Linked DNA regions of Mus musculus: regions 2 and 3 are each linked to region 1. A link is a contact called in public Hi-C and Micro-C data. All regions are on one chromosome and are shown on one strand. Each heading gives the region's core, a stretch centred on a gene start, on an enhancer-like site or on the middle of the called end of the contact. The rest is flanking DNA. Distances are from core to core; before and after follow the strand shown. Region 1 holds the start of Zfp597 (zinc finger protein 597). Region 2 has its middle 48 kb from the start of Srl. Region 3 holds the start of D330022H12Rik (a long non-coding RNA gene).

Region 1 (4,369 bases), core at 476-2,975:
AGCTTGTCCTTGTGAGAATGTTACTGACTTTCTACTTGCATTTTTCCTTTACCCAGAGTTTTTACTTTGTAGTTAGATGGCTAGAGTGTGTCAGACTCTTCTCCCAGTGACAGAGCACTTGCATTGATAGGCCAAACCCTAATGAATCTTTATTCTTGAAAAACTTGGGATGGGTCCATTAAACAAAAAAAGTTAGCATGCAGTAGCTGTGTTCCATTGGCATTATCAACATATTTAATAGGAAACACGGGCCTGTATGCTGCCACTGAGCCCCAGAATGAACACAACTGCTTTAATTGTTTCGTTAGATTCTGTTGTTGGCAGTTGAAACTATCCTGACATTCTGTCAAATCCCACTACTCTTCACCTCAAATGTTTTAATAACCATGCAGCCAATCCCTGAGTAACCTGACATTAGCATAACAGATTATGTTGGCACTGGGTGGGGTGGCCTCATCTCTAATCCCAGCACTTGGGTGGCAGAAGCAAATGGATGTGTTCGATGTTGGAGGCCAGGCTGGTCTACAGAGCAAGTTCTGAGCAGCCAAGGGCATAGAGTAAGACTCCATCTCTAACGAAAGAGACAAGAGACCTGGGGTTTATTTGGAATTTTCAAGGTACTAATCTTGTTTGTTGACCCCCAAACTCTTTCTCATAATCTGGCGAATCTTTTCACTTAACATCTTATAATAGTTTAAATTGCCCTCTGTATTATCAAAGAGAGGCACTATGGGCTCTTTGCAGCTGAGGAAAGCAAAGTTAAAAGGTGTCCAGATGTGGGTTTGGATCTAGCTACTAAGGGGTACTGAGGCAAGACCTTAATTGCAGGTCTACTGGGGCTATACAGTGATTTCAGAGTTAGCTTGGGTCAACCTCATTTCAAAATAAAGTTTAAAACAAGGATAGGGGTCTGAGCTCAGTGGTAGAAAGTCTACTATGCGTGAAACCGTAGTTTCACCCTCAGTACCAAAGGGGGGAAAATTGGCACGATCATCTAATTAGTGACAGTTCTAGAAAGAGCTCGACTTTATGATTTTGAATCTTCAATTCGCTGCTCAATGTTGGTTACAAGAACATTTGCCACTAGGGCAGGTCCAGACATCCTGCGAAGGAAATCCGCGGTCTATTCCCGCTCGATGTCCGCTATGGGCCCCAATCATTTGGTTGGACTACACCTGTCGGGTACAATGGTTCATGTCCCTAGAATACTTCGGGAACGGACACGAGCAACAAGGCTAACCTGACCTGAATTTGTGATTGCACAAAGATAACCTCTTACACACCGTAGCCCCACAATCCATCTGAGACTGGGCTTGGGCCCAAGCTAAGCCTGGATCTCGGGGCCTCTCATTCACCTCACCCCCTCCTACCGAAAGCTCCGGCCCCCCCAGCGTCTGTGTGTTCCCGCCATCCGTGATCGACTCCAGAGTGGTCCGGTCTCTGCTTTCGGAATCACCGTGTCCCTCAGGGACCATTCTACTGCTCCGACTGAACATATCAACAGGCGGGGCACTCACCACCGAGACCCAGCCAGAGGAACCGGAAACGGCTGCTTGTAGAAGCTCAGGAATAGCCTCTCAGTTGCCAGGTGCGATTCAGGTCCTCGGGAAGCTGCTCAATTGGTCCATTAAGGAGGGACCGCCGCCTCGGGAGTACGCTGGCCAATCAGGATGCAGGATGGATGGGGGGGGTCGCTTCCGGCGGTTTCCCTGCAGCTACTGCGTGGGGAGCATGGGAGCGTGGGAGTGTTGTGGTGGCCTCCGCCTCCTTTGTCGCGTCTCGGCTGGGCGTGGCTTCACGCTGCTTCTGCCGGGTTGGGCGAGGTTGTCGGTACTCCGGGGCTGGTGAGTGTGGCTGTTTCAGAGCTGTTTTGGAGAAAGAAGCCGTCAGCTCAGATTCTCAAAGGAGCTTGAGGGCGAAGTGGAAAGGCCTGGCAGCGGAGTTGGAGACTCTCCACTCGAAGTGTTGTCCAAACGTGGGGACTTAAGGAGCCCTTCCTTTCCCCAGATGGCGTCCACGCTCCCCACATCGGATGAGCAGGTGAATTGTGTCGCTATTTTCCTACAGGTGTCCTGACCTGGCGGCAGTTAGACGCGCAGGTCCTGAGGCGCCTCCTCAGATAGCCCTTTGACCAAGCTGTCTTACGTTTCTTGGCTTACCGACTTCCTCATTTCAGAATCATCAGGTGGAGGAGAGCCCTAGCAGGGGTCTATAACAATTTCTCAAAGTTATCTTGCTGAAATGCGTCTCCAAATGGCAGATTCCTGGGCTTCACACCTGTTGAATAATGATAATTAAAACCCAGGTGAATTTTACACCAAAAGCTCTATGGGTTTACAGGAACAGTAAACTTAGGAGAGAACTAGAGCTTTAGGTGGTGGTGGTCGTGATGTGTGTGTGTGTGTGTGTAGCTGAGCAATCACTGATGAAAAAGAAACACAAACTAGCAAAGAATGATGTTAGGAAACTCCTAAAAACTATTTCTCAGGATTCTTACTGGGCTGGCCAGTGTCGTCCCCCCCCCCTTCCCCTCCCTTCTTAGAGAATCCGAAATAATTTCTCTCCCCAAGAATTGTTCACTTATCTTTTCAGGAAAGACTACGTTCTCACGGTGTACTTCTTGATTCTCACACCACTGTTTGAAAATTTATGTTTATGCTCTCTCCCCCACCCTATTCAAGCCATAGAGTTCCCCCAGGGAGGAATATTTTACACCAAGCCTTTTCGCCTTAGAATGCGGAGGGGTTTAGCTCTTTTCAGCCTTCCAGGACACTCAACTGACCTGCTAGCTTTTTATACTAACAACAGTGCTTCTGTTTCAGAGACCACTGCTATTTGAAGATCTGGATGTGTATTTTTCTCAAGAGGAATGTGTGAGTCTGCACCCTGCTCAGAAGACCCTCAGCAGAGAAGCCCCATTGAAGAGTTTTGAGAATTTGGACTCGATAGGTAAGACAGTTGTTTCTCCTGCATTATGGAACTTTCATCAGTTCTAGGATGAACATTGTATGCCTTGTCCACACTGGTGGTGGATTGAGACCTATCTGTGACACACACACACACACACATATTGTGTATTATGTATACGTATCTATCTATCTATCTATCTATCAAAATCACATGTATATGTGGATTTCTATAGCTATAGCAAGAACTTGTAGGAGAGAACAAGTGTCAGAGTCAGATAATGTTTTCCCTTGTGTGAGCATGAGGGCCAGTGCACATGCATTAGTGTGCAGGCCAGTGGTGATGTCAGGTGACTTTCTCATTTGTTCTCCACTCTACTTACTGAAGTCTAGTTAGCTAGCTTGCCTTGGGATCCCCTGTCTCCATATCCTGAGTGCCAGGATAACAAGGTGGGCCACAACATCTACCTGGCTTTTTCTGGGTGTTGGGGATCCAAATTCCTGTTCTTAGCTTACACTGTAAACATTTTATATGCTGAGCCATCTTCCTAGCCCTGAAATGATTTCTTAAAAGAAATTCAGTCAACAATAGTGACCATGGTTTCATATATGTGCCAGTACCTTGTAATTTCCTTAAATAATTGTTGGAGTCAAATTAATTTTACTCAGAAAACTTCATTAACATAGAGACTTGTCATTTGCTAAAGATTAGAAACAGATTTTCTCTTAAGGGGGTATTTTGCCTTTCTAACGTAAGAGTAACCATATGCAGTATCCCTATGCCTGCATAGACATCTAAACTATTTTTCAAAATTCATGACTTATATTTTCCACTTCTGCCATGTTCATGTTATCCTCTATCTTCTTGAATATATGTGTGTATGTATGTATGTATGTATGTGTGTATGTATGTATGTATGTATATTATATATGTGTGTGTATGTGTATGTATGTGTATATATATGTGTGCGTGTATGTATGTGTGTGTATATTATATGTGTGTGTATGTGTGTGTATGTATGTAAGTGTATGTGTGTATATTATATATGTGTGTGTATGTATGTGTGTGTGTGTATGTGTGTGTGTATATATATGTGTGTGTATGTGTGTGTATATATGTATGTATGTGTGTATGTGTATATATGTGTATATATATGTGTGTGTATGTATGTTTGTGTGTATATTATATATGTGTGTGTGTATGTAGTGTATATATGTGTGTGTGTATGTGTGTGTGTATGTGTATGTATGTATGTGTGTATGTGTGTATATATATGTGTGTGTGTGTATGTTTATACTTAACAACCCAGGGTCCCCTTGGTTCTTTTTTGCCAACTTTCTCAGCATATCCTTTCAGCTCATCTCTGTTTCTTTTTGTCATACGTGAACTCACAGAAACACTTTGTACCAGGAACCCCAAGTGGCCACACTTGGCTGAGATGCTGGTGGATGATTTTAACACT
Region 2 (4,343 bases), core at 870-3,369, 600 kb before region 1:
AAGTAAAAACAAACCAGAATATGAGAAAACAGATAAATAGGGAAAAAAGAGCCAAAGAAAAATCTTAAGAAACATGTACATTAGAAAAAGATCTTTTTGAGATAGAATCTCACTATGTAGCCCAAGATGACCTTGAACTTGCTATGTAGCCTAGTCTGTCCTCAAATGCATGGTCCGTCCCCCTGTCTCAGCTTCCCATGGGGTAGGATTACAGGTATGTACCCCTAGGTCTAACTACTGTAGCTGATGTGTGCTCATCTGGAGCATTACCCCAGAGTTCATAGTACGCATTTCTCAAACACTAATAAAGGTGATTGTGAACTTGGTGTGGTGGCTTGTGTCTGTAAGCCCAGCACTCAGGAGGCTATAGTTTGAGACTACCTCAAAAACAAACACAAGACAGCACATAAATGCCGGGCATGGTGGCGCACGCCTTTAATCCCAGCACTTGGGAGGCAGAGGCAGGTGGATTTCTGAGTTCGAGGCCAGCCTGGTCTACAGAGTGAGTTCCAGGACAGCCAGGGGAACCCTGTCTCGAAAAACCAAAAACCAACCAACCAAACAAAAAAACAGCACATAAGAAAAATACAACAACAACAACAACAACAAAAACATCACAAAACAGAAACCCAAACCAACAAAAGATGATTTTGTGAAGAGTATGAAAATATCTGTTATATTTCCATTAATTCTAGTGCTAGTGACTTTCTCAGTACTATTTCAAAATATTTGGAACTTTTCAGATTTACAGGGTATCATTTCTGACCTCGGGAAGTAACTGTGTAGTGGGGATTCAAGGCATAGGAGGGGCAGTGATCAGGAAAGACCCCAGGAATAAGACGATGTTTTCCAAATCATATTATCACCAGTACAGAAGATTTTCTTACCCACTTGTTTTGAGATGCGGTCTTGCTATGTCGCCAGGATGGTCTGGAATGCCTGGATTAAAGTGGTTTTCCTGCTGCAGGCCCCCAGTAGTTTTCCTTTTTCTCATTTGTAAAGAACCAATGAACTGAAATCATTAAATTTTTGTTTGAACAGTAATGTATTACCTTTGTTGAAAAGGGTATTTCCATAGAGTCAGGACTCTTCCCTAGAATACCAGAAAAGGAGGTCAGACTTAGGGAGGGAGTGCAACTTCAGCTACACTGAAGGCTGGACATGAGTGTAGGACGGGGTCCTGGGGGAGACGAACGCTTGTGTGGCGGGGGTGATGGATAGGGCAGATGAAAAAGTCCAGGGAGTCTAGGCCACTTAAAGTTCCTGGGCAGAGGACAGCATGAAGAAACTGAAGATCCAGCAGGAGTTTCCTGCCTGCCCCTGGGCCTGCTGTCTTCCCTTAACTCTGTCCCATTCCTAAGAGCTAAGGACCTGGAGAAGCTTAGTCTATCAGCCTGGCCCTGTCTGTAAGACCTGGTTGGACCTTGCATCCACATAGGCACTAAAAAAGCCCAGTCCACGCCCCGTCTCTGGTTTCTGTGACATTTTGGCATATTCCACCTCACGAAGCCAGTTAACACCTGGCAGTGTTTGTGAAAGCAAGGATGCGATGTTGTGATGTGTTTCTGCCCCTGCGGCCCTGTGAGGACATGGGACTGCTGTTGGTCCTCCACCTCCCCATTCCGCAAGGCCACAGGTGGAGAGATGCACTTCTGGAATGCATGGGTTGCAACTGGCATCCTGTCTGTGGCCAAATCTGGTTCCTCTATCACTACCGGAAACCCTGTGGCTGTGCCTGGCCTTGGCCTTCTTCCCCAGTTCGGCTCCTGATCTTAATGAGGAAAGTGAGGCCAGTTCTGAACCCGGGTCCTGAAAGTGGGGGGAGTGGAGCTCCTCACTGAACGTCTCTCAAGCCAGGCTTTTCATTCACTCAAATTTGTCTTCCTGAGGTGGGGGTCACCACCTACGGTGCAGCCACTGGCCGTGGCCCTACAGGCACCAGCCACAGAGAGGGTTGCAAGCTGGGTCTCAGGCACAGGAAGCAGTTCACAAGGCAGCAGTCTTGGTGCGCATGCGCACGACCGCACTGCTCCGTCGCGCTCCCTAGCGGCCATCTCTCGGTGCTGTCGTGCTGGCACAGCGCATGCGCAGACGTGGAACCTCGCGGTGCTTCCTGAGTCTACACTGAGTCTCGAGTGGGCGGTGACTGGGCAGCCGGTCCCAAGATCTTTTCGAGGCTCAAAGTCCCCTCAACTCCTTCGTGTCCGAGTCCGAGCTCTGTCTTGTATCCGAGATCTAGTGGGACGTGAGGTAGTTGCACGCCATTACCTCAGCGCCAGCCGCCTTGCAGCTCCGGAGACCAAGCGGTGAGGCTAAAGAGGCCGATGCACCTGGCCCTTCCAAGCAGTCCCCCTCACCCTCCAGCCAGAGGACGTCTAGGAGCCTGAAGCCAGCCGAGTTACCCAGGGGACAAGGCTGTGTCCTGAAGGCCGGTGTTGCTGAGGCTCTGCCCTTCGGAAGCTGTGGAACTGACAACTTTGAAGCCCTGAGAGGATCTGCAAAATTCTGATTTAGGACCCAGGAGGCCTTGAACTTGCTCAGAGTTATATGCTGTGGACAGTACATCCTAGAGAATTTGGTGCTTGCTGTTTTTAGAGGGCTATTTTCTCCTGGGCCAGCCCCCAGCTAAAACAGGAAGTGAGGATTTTAAGAGATGATCCTAGGAGCTTGAAATTTAAGCTGACCTCCTCTGTCATTAGCCACAAAGCTTTAGCCTAAAGTGGTGGCGCATGTCTTTAATCCCAGCACTTGAGAGGCAGGTGGATCTTTGTGAGTTCTGGCCAGCCTGGTCTACAGATCGGGTTTGTACTGGCTAGTTTTGTGTCAACTTGAGTTGACACAGTCTGGAGTCTGGTGTGGTAGTCTTGGTTCTATAAGAAAGCAGGCTGAGGGCTGGTGAGATGGCTCAGTGGGTAAGAGCACCCGACTGCTCTTCCGAAGGTCAGGAGTTCAAATCCCAGCAACCACATGGTGGCTCACAACCATCCGTAACAGGATCTGACGCCCTCTTCTGTAGTGTCTGAAGACAGCTACAGTGTACTTACATATAATGAATAAATAAATCTTTGAAAAAAAAAAAAGCCAGGGGAAGCAAGCCAGTAATGAACATCCCTCCATGGCCTCTGCATCAGCTCCTGCTTTCTGACCTGCTTGACTCCCAGTCCTGACTTCCTTTGGTGATGAACAGCAGTGTGGAAGAGTAAGCCGAATAAACCCTTTCGTGGCCATGAGGTTTGTGCAGAAATAGAAACCCTGACTAAGACAGGGTTCCAGGACAGAGAAGCTCTTATCTCAAAAAACCAAAACAAATCAAAAGACAATGAAGCTCTGCTATTTTCCTCCACTTCAGTATGAGGGGAATCACCGCTCCTCCTGCCCCCAGTGAGATGGAAATGGCAGCTATAGGATACTATAATATATATATATATATATATACAGGGGCAATACTGTGGATACCGTAATATGATGTATATATACAGGGGTAATACTGTGGATACCGTAATATAATATACAGGGGTAATACTGTGGATACCATAATATGATATATATACAGGGGTAATACTGTGGTTACATTGGAATTCTTTGAGCTGTTCCCCAAATCATCAATTTTAGGATCTGAAAGGACATAAGAGATTCTGTAGTAGTTTCCTCAAGAAGCCAGCACTGGCTGTGGTAGCCCATGCCTTTAGTAGTAGAATTAAAGAAAGAGAAGGCAGAATCAGGCTGAGTTTTGTGAATTTGAGGTCAGCCTAGTATATATAGCGAGTTCCAAGACAGCTGGACTACATAGAGACCCTGTTTCAAAATAAGTAGGTAAACCAAAAACAAATCAAACAGTCATCGCCTTGGAATGTAGGCAGAGCACTTGATTACCATGTGTGAGGCACCCTCTCCTTCAGACATCCTCATCAGGAAATAAAATTAATTCGATTCTGTTTGGAACAAGCCCTGTGACAGGGATCTGAATTCAGAGCAGTGTGTGTCAGGGTCCACCAGGGTCAGGGTTAGCTCACCGAGCTCTAGGAGGCAGAGACTTCAAGTGTGGCTTCCCGGGCAGGTCTGTGGAGAACAAAAGAGCCACATTACATGGCAGCGCTCACCAAAGGACTTTTGCTTTTCTTTTTATTTACTCCTGGGACTTGTCTAGGGGCAGCTACAGGACATCTGCATGAAGCCCCACGTGGGTTGGCATTTCCCCTGATGGCTTGAATAGGCCATCTTTAGGTTAAAAGAGTAAGTTTGGGAATCTGAAAAAGTATCTTGGATTTCTGTTTGGTTTTCCTAGTGTAAGAGAGCTTTTGGAATTGAAGTGCTTCTGTCTGGAGCCATCTTTCCCCACCTCC
Region 3 (4,059 bases), core at 1,522-4,021, 720 kb before region 1:
TGGCTTTTGTTGGACATATCCTTTCTCCCTGCCCCCACCCACAGGCCAGCCTCATCTTAGGACTCAGCTATCTCACCTTGCCTGACCCTAAGTTTTACAGATGAGGAAACTGAGGCCTGGACAGGGGAAGAGTCAGGCCAAGCAACACTCAAATGCTGATGGTTGTGCCAAGATTTGAACCCAAGACACAAAAAAAGGGTTTCTTGGCCAAGAGCTTTCCCCCATATGCCCTACACACAAATTGTGTCCTGGATCCAGCAAGTCCCTTAACGGCCAGTGACCCCCAAAGCAGCAGTGCCTGGAAGTGGGGTGACTCATTGTCTGGCTTCCCACCCACCCCCAATCTAGGAGGGAGGGCTGGCAGGTGTCCCCGCATAGAGAGCCAAGAGCCAGATTGCCCCAGGGGGCCTGGGCTAGGGTCACTCTGAGGCTGGAGAGACCCAGCTGGAGGGATTTAACACCAAAGGTCAGGGGTCACAGACAGGGAAGGACAGGCAGGCATAGGGGGTCAGGGGGTCAGCACTAATGGTAGCTCCGGAAAGAAGGGGGAGGGGGGAAAGGCTAAAGACACAGGGCTACTTCCAAGGGTTCCCCACCCCACAAAACCACAGCCTGGCACTGCCTCCTGCTTGACTGATGGCAGACAGGGACATATTACACTGGGACTGGATCCTGAAATGAGCTAGACGGCAGTTCAGCAAAGGGTGTCTTAGGAGACCCCTCCCCCAGTGCAAGCCAGGGCCAGCTGAGAGGCCCAGCCTGAGCCCAGAGGGAAGAAAAGAGAGAGAGGGCTCTGAGGTCACTAGAGAGGGATGTGTGGGCTGGGGCTGGGACAGCTGTGGTACTGTGCCACCAGAGCAGGGCCTGGGGAGAGCTGGGCACACTGAAGGGGACAGTTTTACATTCCCTGAGCCTAGGGGCTTCAGAAAGCTAGCTAAGATAGCAGTTGTCTCCCTAGCCATGGCTCAACCCCACCTTCCTTCCTGGGTGCCAGGACAACAGGGAGACAGCCGTGCAGGGTGCCTGCCACCGAAGCCCAAGACGCAGGCCCTAGCCCTGGCCAGACCCATGGGAGCTCAAGTCTTGGTAGGGCCACTGGCTAGCCTGACTGCCCCCTTGGTGTCAAGCATTCCCTCTAGAGCCAAGATCTTGGGCCCTGATGGCTGGGGGCCCAGGGCTCCTCCCAGCATCCCTTCCAGCTTCCCAGGCCCCAGGGCAGGGCTGGGCAACTCCCTGCAACCAGTGCTTCCCCGCCACCCTCTGGCTGGGCTGGGCGGGCCCTCCTGGGTAGGCAGACAGGCAGCATGCTGCCCTGCTGTGGCCTGAGTATCCCACTGGGTAGGGCAGTGTGCCAAGGCGTCCAGGTGCCAGCCTGGATTCCAGCCCCATCCTAGGGGGCCTGCGGGGAGGTGCAAGCATCATCCTGGTAGGAGGGGGATGCACCTGCCTCGTCACCTCTTTTCCAGACCCATCCTGAGGATGCAATCACTCACCCTCTCCATCCAGCCAGGTCCCTCACCTGCTTCCATCCACCCTTCAGGAGTGGACCAAAGGCTACACAATATTCCAACTCCTAGTGCTGAATCAAGGGACGCCCCCCTCTCTGCCTCCCCCAAGGCTTGTTAAGGGTAGTGAGAGCAGGACTTTACCCAGAAAGGGAGGGTACCTTCCAAATAACCCGAGCTCACCGGTGAGCAAAGGTGGCTGCCAGATGCCCCATACAACTTCATGCCCAGGCTTCGGGTGGCCCCCTCTCACCTCGCAGAGCACCCCTACTGAAGACGCCCAACTTCCCCAGTGAAGTTTGCGCCCGCCCCGGGCCGGGCCACAGTTCAGCTCGGCCCCCAAACAGAAGGAGGGAAGGAAAGAGAAAAAAGACGGTGAAATCGAAGGACCCAGCCAGGGAGCCGGCGAGAAAGGGAGAGCGCAAAACCAACGAGCGCAGGGGCCTCAGCGAGGGCTCACAATGGCCCGGAGCAAGGCGCGGACGCGGGAGGGGGAGGCGACCCTCTGGTTACGCTGCCCCGCGCACCAGGCAAGTCCCTGGCCCAGCCCGCGTCCTCCCGGCGCGACGCCCGGGGGCTTCCTACCTCGGCTGCCGGGCTGACTGGCTCCGGCTGCGGGTTCCGGCGGTCCTGGGGCAGCGGGGAGCGGGCGAGGGGGAGGGCCGGGGCGGGCGGGGGCCGGGGCGCGAGGCTTACGGGGCACGGGCTCCCCTGGCGCCGCGCGGCACCCGGCCGCTCCGCCACATCTGCAGCTCGGGGCAGGGAAGGTGGCCGCGGCGGCCGGGCTGTGCGGGGATGTCTTTGCAAGGGAGGGAGGAGAGGAGAGGAGGGAGGGGGTGGGAGGAGGGACTGGCGGCCTTGGAGGAGGGCGAAGAGGAGGGGCGCGGGGGGCGGCCTCCCTCCCTCCCTCCCTCGCGGCTCGCTCGCTCGCTCCCGCCCTCCCTACAAACCCCTCTCACTACTGCGGCCCCAGGCCCGGAGCGCCAGCTGCCAGACGGAGCGTGCGCGGGGGGTGGAGGGTGGGGGTGGGGGGAGGCTGGGCCCGGGGAGGGGAGGAGAGCGGACGGCCGCAGGAGCGGGCACCGGAGGGAAGGGGGAGCGAAGGAGGGAGCCCCGCCACGGCAGAGACGCGCGTCCTCCTCGACTCCCCCCCCCCCCATCCCCGCCTGCCGCGGTCCCGCCCCCAGCCCGAGGGCAGCGCTAGGACAAGGCCTGGGGGGCGGGGGGCAGGGCGAGATATCCCGCCCCTGGGGGAAGCCTGGGAGAGGGGCGGGCGAACCGGCCAGGAGGAAAAGCCCCAAGGACCGGGAAGATGGAGGCGGCCGCAGCGGGCGAGGGGCGGGGACCCTCGCCTCCCCCTGCGGGGTCACCTTGGCCAGGGCCCCCGCGGCCCTTGGCTGCCGCGGAGGTGATAGAAATGCCTCTTGGAAGGCCCTGATTTCCCCGCCCAGTCCAGATCCAGGACCGCGCAGGCAAAGGCCTTTCAATTCCGACAGGTTCGAGGCCACGCTTCTCTCTTCCAGCTTTGCCTTGTCTTCAGCCTCAGTTGCCCTCCTGGTGAAATAAGCACAAGGCCTGGCACAACCAATCCAGGATTCCGTTATCTTGGTGACATCCGCCTGGACAACCTGGGTCCCCTAATCTGAGCGCCGCCGGGGTCATCGCACTTGGCGTCAGTAAGTTCAATGAGTTGGTCACTGAAAAGTGGATGTAAGTCAGTAACGCTTGCACACCGCAGCCAAGCTGTTTCCCACCTTTTCCTGGGAAGCTCAGACTTGGCGTTCTTTAGTGTTTTCTTTGGGCGAGTCTTGAGTCCACGCCTAATATCTTTTTACCTGTCTGGTGACAAATCTCAGTTCAAAAAGACAGCCCTCCTGATCCGAAGTTGGACTTGAACTCAGGAAACGAAAAGGCACTTCAAAGTCAGCATCACCAGTAGGTGAAGTACTGACTCCGGGTTGGAAATCTGTTATTCGGGCATTTGATGCCTCGGTCTGCGCCAGAGCCACATCAAGACATGAATCTTGATCATGGGGCATCCCCATTCCCAGGCACTGCTCTTGGCACACGCTCCTGGTCTGGTGCGAAGGTAGGCACATAATTGGTGCTCCTGATGTGGTGATCAAATGGATACGTAGTCAGTGCTCTTAACTGATTATGTAGTCATGATGGGTGCTTCGGTTTGAACGAAGACACATATTAGATTCTTATGATCTTTTAATACATGAAAGGGATTTAGGAAGAGGTCGGTTCACCAGGAGTAAGGCGGGGATAATGCCCCCCCACCCCCATTTCCCCTGTGTGGATAATGTCGCAGTGCTGCCGGGTTAAATATTAGCTGGCAGATGGACCCGGAGAAGGCCAGCTCTGGGACCTAAAGCTTGCTTCCAGGAAGAGGCTGTTAAAGGGCCGCCGAACATCACTAGAGTCTGAGGCGAGGGACTGCAAAGCGCCCTCTCCCGGCATCTTGAATCTGCAATTTAGTTATTCTGTTATTCTGTTAACCCAGCCCTAGTGCAGTATCTCACCTAAGCTGACTACAGGAACTGAGGCA

What was found. Hi-C and Micro-C count contacts between places; a contact is called where the count stands out from the background.
Region 2: a Hi-C map of regulatory T cells shows a contact between it and region 1, with 3 times the contacts expected there. The contact joins the enhancer-like site here to the promoter of Zfp597 in region 1. A contact is called at or near these places in 1 of 484 Hi-C or Micro-C datasets (regulatory T cells) and 1 of 115 datasets of contacts at active chromatin or transcription factors (embryonic stem cells).
Region 3: a Micro-C map of embryonic stem cells shows a contact between it and region 1, with 5 times the contacts expected there. The contact joins the promoter of D330022H12Rik here to the promoter of Zfp597 in region 1. A contact is called at or near these places in 1 of 484 Hi-C or Micro-C datasets (embryonic stem cells) and 1 of 115 datasets of contacts at active chromatin or transcription factors (pancreatic cancer cells).

The regions. Positions count from the first base shown.
Region 1 is chr16:3,869,730-3,874,098 of GRCm38.p6, reverse strand. It overlaps Zfp597 (zinc finger protein 597), which reads left to right and starts at 1,725. Exons shown (of 3, transcript NM_001033159.2): 1 at 1,725-2,040; 2 at 2,823-2,949. The coding sequence starts at 2,008. It also overlaps a transcript of Zfp174 not described here and a transcript of Naa60 not described here.
Region 2 is chr16:4,472,962-4,477,304 of GRCm38.p6, reverse strand. It overlaps a transcript of Srl not described here. Among named protein-coding and RNA genes, the nearest start is that of Srl, 48 kb to the left of the region's middle. Within about 2 kb of position 2,119, at least 299 of the 459 cell types and tissues checked have an H3K27ac peak or open chromatin away from gene starts, as enhancers often do. A contact at or near this core is called in embryonic stem cells and regulatory T cells, where this site is marked.
Region 3 is chr16:4,592,967-4,597,025 of GRCm38.p6, reverse strand. D330022H12Rik (a long non-coding RNA gene) reads left to right here and starts at 2,771. Exons shown (of 2, transcript XR_875867.3): 1 at 2,771-3,594. Glis2 (GLIS family zinc finger 2) reads right to left here and starts at 2,313. Exons shown (of 7, transcript NM_031184.3): 1 at 2,091-2,313.